Linked DNA regions of Salmo salar: region 2 is linked to region 1. The links are chromatin contacts, called in public Hi-C maps. All regions are on one chromosome and are shown on one strand. Each heading gives the region's core, a stretch centred on a gene start, on an enhancer-like site or on the middle of the called end of the contact. The rest is flanking DNA. Distances are from core to core; before and after follow the strand shown.

Evidence for each region. A called contact is a pair of places that touch in the nucleus more often than the background predicts.
Region 2: a Hi-C map of gill shows a contact between it and region 1, with 4 times the contacts expected there. The contact joins the promoter of LOC106574434 here to the promoter of LOC106574436 in region 1. A contact is called at or near these places in 2 of 3 Hi-C or Micro-C datasets (gill and muscle).

Annotation. Positions count from the first base shown.
Region 1 is chrssa16:68,089,078-68,092,468 of Ssal_v3.1, forward strand. It overlaps LOC106574436 (oxysterol-binding protein-related protein 11), which reads right to left and starts at 1,689. Exons shown (of 13, transcript XM_014150332.2): 1 at 1,411-1,689; 2 at 437-505; 3 at 1-112. The coding sequence starts at 1,415. LOC106574437 (glycerol-3-phosphate dehydrogenase 1-like protein) reads left to right here and starts at 1,534. Exons shown (of 9, transcript XM_014150334.2): 1 at 1,534-1,552; 2 at 1,744-1,812; 3 at 2,152-2,329. The coding sequence starts at 1,772.
Region 2 is chrssa16:68,302,173-68,305,563 of Ssal_v3.1, forward strand. It overlaps LOC106574434 (actin-related protein 3), which reads left to right and starts at 1,834. Exons shown (of 12, transcript XM_014150321.2): 1 at 1,834-2,051; 2 at 2,644-2,699. The coding sequence starts at 2,008.

The DNA.
Region 1 (3,391 bases), core at 439-2,938:
GGGGGATATGACCGCCCCTGCCAAGGGGAGAGTCCCGCGAGGTTTCTGGGGCCTGGACTGCTCATTGACAAAGTACTCCAACAACCCTGCCTCATTGTTGAGGACAAAGAACCTGCATGAAGAGCAGAACTTTCAATCAAAACGTTTGAGTAATTTAGCAGACGCTCTTATAGAGAGCGATTTACATGACTTATAGAAGAAAATAAGGTTGGGTGCCTTGCGAGGGCATAGACAGATTTTTCATCTAGTCGGCTCAGGGATTCGAACCAGTGACCTTTTGGTTACTGGCCCAATGCCCTTGAGCTCAAGATGCTTGTTGGCAAAGCATTGAATCAATTCAATAGTATGTTTAGTTGATTTGATCAAATTGTAAAAACTTTTACTAAATGCATAGCACTGTTTAATCAATGTTCTTCAACCTGGGCTGCCCACTCACCTATATTGCCATCCTGTTACCAGGTTGGTGTATTTCATCAGGTAACCATCAATATTTTCCATGTGGTCACTGCAGAGCAGAGATAGAGAAAATGATTGACAGTTAGCAAAAAAGCTAGTTATCCTACAATAACAGCAATGGGTTGGCAAAGTTCAACTCCAGAAGAACCTCGGATTCAACTCTGACTAGCCTGTTAACTAATAGCTAAGTCGGTAAGCTCAGCTAGAAACCATAGCTGGCTAGACAGCTAACATTTGACCAAGGGCTTGCTAGTTAACGTTACCAACTGAAGATGTGTGTTGCACTGCCTATTAACCAAACAAAATCACAGCAGCTAACTAGGTTTGCACGATTGGTTAGCCAGATAATTAGCCTAGCTAGCTAGACAGTCAGCATACCTGTACTGCCAGCCTTTAGAACTCCCTCTCCCAGAACTACCAGGCGTTCCTTTCTGGGGAAAGACATCCAGTTTCCCTTCACTGTCCGATATTCGTATTGCCGTGGCGGTTTCTCCTTGCATAGTCATAGCCAACGTTATAGCTAGCTAACAAGCTACAAACCTTGCCAGAAACGTTAGCTAGCTTGACAGCTAGTCACACAGCACTCTAGTCTGATTTGCTAACTTGAAGGCCTTGCTCACAGATGGATTTCTTCGGTTTATGGCTTTACAAAACACATAGCTATCGTTCATGAAAAACTATCTAAACGACTAATTAAGTAATCCATCACAATATATTCGTATAAAAACAGTGGCGTGCTAGCTAGATAGGTCGTGAGCTTGGGGTTAACATTATCCAAATCGCTGCTAACAGGCTTCACGATGACGCGACACGGAACTGGAGTCATGTGATTCAATTCCATGAAAGGACTTCCGCATTGGCAAAACAATAGGGAAAATTGTAGCATACAAAGTTTGTCGAAATAGGTTGCAGTTGTAGAAATAGAACACGTCTTCAAATATATCCTGCACATACCCCATCGAGCTACCGCCGGCATATATTTCAGTCGTGTTGCATGACAAACAGTGAGAATTTTGTATCTCCCCGAGCTCGGCAAATCGAGAAAATTATAGGACTTTCTCCATGCATAAACGTCTCTCCATACTTGTCATGACAGGTTCGTCGTGGTGGCACACCCAGAATAACCCTACTGTTATCTAACCTGTACAAACCTTTCCCTTCTTTTATATACAGGGTAAAAGGGCGGTGTGCTAAAAATAATGTGCTGCCCACACGACTAGGGCGTATAAGGAAGTTATGGACATGGTTATAAACACGGCATTTTACTGATCCCTTAACACTTAACAGGAATCGTGGCTGCTACTCTACCTTAAAAATGCCTGCTAAGAAAGTGTGCATCGTTGGATCTGGAAACTGGTATATTTATGGGCTTTCTCTATTTGCATGTGCCTGCATTCGACAAAATTGTATCATGAATTCCACTCATTGATTCATAATGTAGCAAACTAAGTGCTGATCTTTGGCTAAATTGACAACTTGCTTGTAGTTTCATAGAAGCTCAAACATAGAAGTTTGATTTACATTCATTGAATGTAGGCTTGGGGATATGCAAGCCATTTCGTGTACTGTTGTAATCTGGTTATGGTACCCCCAAGATATATTTGGCATGTTGTTCATTTTGCGACTGGGATTTTGAAAATATGAATGCTGTTATTCCATTGCCCTCCAAACTAATCCGTTTTCATCATCTCCTAGGGGCTCTGCGATAGCCAAAATCGTCGGTCACAATGTAAAGGGATCCAACAGGTTTGACCCCATTGTTAACATGTGGGTGTTTGAAGAGATGATCGATGGCAAAAAGTTAACAGAAATCATCAACACAGAGCATGAGAACGTCAAATACCTCCCCGGTCACAAGCTTCCCAAAAATGTGGTTAGTATTGTGTTTTGTTTAATATTAGATTTTTGCCTCGAGTTTACAAATCATTGAGTTGGGCAATACATCTGGAGTTAACGTTATCTCCGGACATGCTTTGCGGTTGTGTAAAAGGACACACGCAGATAAGATGAGTGAAGTTTGACCTATACAGAGTTGATAACGTATCCGTGTGGTGTTGTTCTCAAGAACCCAAGGCATTAACAAGGCATTCTGCCTTATCCCTAGGGATATCAGCTATAAGCGCTGTTTACCGGTGGGCCCATGTAAACTACAATCCCATCTTTGTTTTAAAGTTCAGAAACGTCAATAATCATCGCGGTTTTTGAGACATGGAATTATCTTTCATATGAGTGAGAAATAATCTTTCATATAAAAAAGATAGACTTACTGTATCAGGTTTGCACTGAACCATAGGGCAGTGTGTATGCATAGTATGGGATCAATATCATGGTCTTCTCTGCCTTCCATTAGGCTTCCTTAGTAAAGCACTGTAACATGTCCATATGGGAACACAAACCCTAACCTTATAAAATAGTGCTGGGGTAAGAAGTCTAGACAGTTACATATCAGGATATTATTTTGACAATATATCATGTAGTTTTGACAATATCGCAATAGGATTTTTTTTGTTAGTTGTCCAGTATTTTTCCTACATAGCTTATTCTCCATCTCCTTTTTAAATGGGGAGTCAATTTGTTTTCAGCACTTTTATTTCCATGACTGATCCAAACTCGTTTTCTCATGTTCTTGCTTGTCCCTCTGCAGCTATGGTGAACAGTTTGGAACATCGAATCGCAATAAAATCACATTATCGAATCGCAATACATAGAATTGTGAGAATCGCAATACATATCGTATTGGCTCCTAAATATCGTGATAATATGATATTGTGAGGTCCCTGGAAATTCCCAGACATACTATAAAAGGTGTGTAGTAATTTAGACGTACGTTTTTTTGAGATTCTTTCTCGCTGCTATGAAAGATACTTTCCTTATATTTCCAAAACCGTACCGCAAGTGATGCATGTTAACGTTCAGAACGAGCGTCGGGGCTCTT
Region 2 (3,391 bases), core at 584-3,083, 210 kb after region 1:
GTCCAATGACTACCCTACTATATTGCACACCCTTTAGTTTGTCCATTTTCATCTCACACATTTTTACATAAAATGTTTAAACATTCTAATTTCAATAGCTCCCTGGTCATATGACCTACTGGACTCAAACAAGGTTCAGAATGTACAATTGTGGGCCAACATATTGCACACCCTTTTGTTTGTCCATTTTCATCTCACACGATTTTAGATACATTTTTCAAAATTTCAATAGGTCCTTGGTCATGTGACCTACTGACTTCAAACAAGGTTCAGAAAGTCTACTGACTACCCTTCTATCTTGCACACCCTTTAGTTTGTCCATTTTCATCTCACACAATTTTGCATACATTTTTCAAACTTTATCATTTCAATATCTCCTTGGTAATGTGACCTACTGACCTCAAACTACTTTCAGAATGTGCACGGACTGGCGGAGACGGGCACTGTGAGCAACCGATTCCGGAGAAGCTGACGGGAGCCCCAGGGAGAGTTCTCTTTTCTTTGTAAAGGGCAGTGCGCCCTGGAATGGGTTCGCCCCAAGAGAGGGGCCCAAGCCCTGGAAAGCATTGCGGTTTTGGCAACATCTGGTGAGCTCTCCCTGGACCTTGAAAATCCGGGAGAGAGGGTGTAAATCTCATGCCGGGCCGTACCCATATCCGCAGCAGGTCTCCAAGGTGAACAGCCTCTGGCATGTTATAACAATGTAGGTAAGGAAAGTTGGCAAAAAAGATCTGTAACTTCGGGATAAGGATTGGCTCTAAGGGCTGGGTCGGTCTGGCTGGGGTGCGAAGTGGGGCTCGAGCCGCCGCTGGGGGAGCAGTCGCTCCGCCGCCCTCCTCTTGCCACCATTGGAAGGTCATTGTGCGGCCCATCTCGTGGTCTCTTGTGCGTGGTCTCGCAAAGGGCTGCATGCGGGGTTTTGTCGGGGTGCTGTCTGTCCGCGGGCCGGTTGGGGGTTGGGTCCGGCAACTCTGGACGCGCGCCGGGCCCTTCTCGTAGATCTCCCTAGCTACGGTGCTTGCCGGCCCCACACATTGTAGGTGGGGAGGTCTCCTCTACGCTCACTAGACTTGAGGCAGAGACTAAACTCATTGGCATTGCATGGATCTGGCTCATGCCCTATGAAGTGGGGAGAGGTATCTCCAGCTTGTCTGGGGAGGGAGGCCTATATCTGATGTGGGTAGTACCATCCATGCCCATTGTTTTGCTGCGGAACCATAAAACGGACGGAAGAAGCCTAGGTTCCCACTGGGCACGGATCACTGAATGTCAACTTGATGAAACGTACCCACATGTCACGGTCACAATTTTTCCAACATCATGACACTTATTTGGAATCTGTGGCTCAAGTGGTTTGAAAGCTATTGTCGAATATCCAACTTGAAACTGATTTTAACTCGGTCTCTGAAAATGATGGAAACTTTTGAGATGGTCTTGGGTGAAACTGATCACTAATGCAGTTTACTTCTAGGATAGAGAGAACAGATCTTGGTTTTCATGTTCACCCAAAAGGTCAACCTAACGCATTGATACAATGCATTTTAATGTCATTGGTGTCTATAGCGTCATGCAATGTTCAAAGAAGATATTATATTCAGATAGTCTACTGCACTCATATCAATCGTCACAGAATCCTGTCCGTGAATTGACTGAACACGGGTATTCTGCTGCTACTATACAAACTACCGGTACATTATAGAGAATAATTGTTTAATATGTTTACATTTCAATTAGAAAGTGTACATTCACCTCCCCTTCTGATAAGGTGCGATATTAGAAATGCTTTAACAAACGTTATGATCAGCGTCGCGTCAGCCGCTTTCAACTTCCGCATCAGGTGATTGCGGAAGTAACTTCACTCTGCGGGTTCAGGGTTCCGCCTCTAAACTAGCTAGCTAAATAAATGGTTATCCCTCTACCCAAAACAAACGACTTTCCTTTTTATAAGACCCACTGGAATAAAGCAGCAATTCATTATTGCAGTCTGCGGTAGATATTTAAGGAAACATGGCTGGACGTCTACCGGCTTGTGTAGTTGACTGTGGCACAGGGTACGTACCAAGTGTTAATGCTAATAACTAGCTAACTGATTGATTGGCTTTAGCTAGATGCACCCAGACAGGGCAGAAATGTTGGGCGTGCAAGGTAAACCAATCAAGATAGCTAGCTAGTCAGCAACAACCTTAATTTGCTTAATTTCGTTTAATCCACCCAGCAAGATAGCTAGTTAACCATTTTAGGCATTAGAAGATAGCTTGCTAGTAGCTAATTTCCATCAGGGTTCCCCACTCGTTAGACGTTACATTAGTGGTATGCATTGACTTTAACCTGTTACAGGAGTCTACGTAACTGTTTCAATTTATGGAAGCGTATAACTGGCCTAGTCCACAGACAGTCATGCCACCTTTTAGATTAGTGGTTTGTAACCTTTTTCGGTTACTGTACCACCAACTGAATTTTCACTGCTCGGACTGAGTACCCCTTATGTGCATTTTACCAGTAGGCCTATGGTCTCACGAGGCTTCTCAAGTACCCCCCTGTGGATGGCCAAGTACCCCCAGGTTGTGAACCACTGCTTTAGATCATGCATCATTAGAATCTATATAACCCACTGAACTTTCTCATGCAATGCTTTTGTTGTAGGTACACAAAGATTGGATATGCTGGAAACACAGAGCCACAGTTTATTGTTCCTTCATGTAAGTATTTCTGTATCATACATCAGCGGTTCCCCAAACTCGGTGCACATTTTGTTTTTCGCCCTAGCACTAAACAGCTGATTCAAATAATCAACTAATCATCAAGCTTTGATCATTTGAATCACCTGTGTAGTGTTAGGGCAAAAACCACCCCCTGTGGTCCCAAGGACCGAGTTTGGGAAACGCTGTCATCTTCTAATGATAATGTACCATGTTCATTCATATGTAGCCCTTGATCATGAGAATCAGTTCCTTTCCATTACGTACACATGAGTCATTGGACTGTACTGAGGAGATTTGTTAAGAGCCGCGATGCTCGGTCTGAACATTAACACGCATCGCTTGCAGTATGATTTTGGAAGCATAAGGACCTTATCTTTCATATCAGTCCATGTTACAGCGCTTGTTTATGGAAAACGGACAGAACAAGTGCTAAATGGCTATCTGTGTCTCCAAACACCTGCATCCTTACGTTCAATATGAGTCTGGTTGGGGAATCTGAGAGTGAGGAGAAAAAGCAAACAAACCACAATAGTCAACACAGCCAGCAAAGTAATTGGTCGACCACAGGCACATTTGAGCATTCTGTTCTATAAGGCAACCAAAAAGAAGGCACTGGCTTTTGTTGGCGACCCCCTCCCACCCTCAGTTCGAGAGGATTCCCTCTGTCCGGCACTTCAGAATGCCCTTGG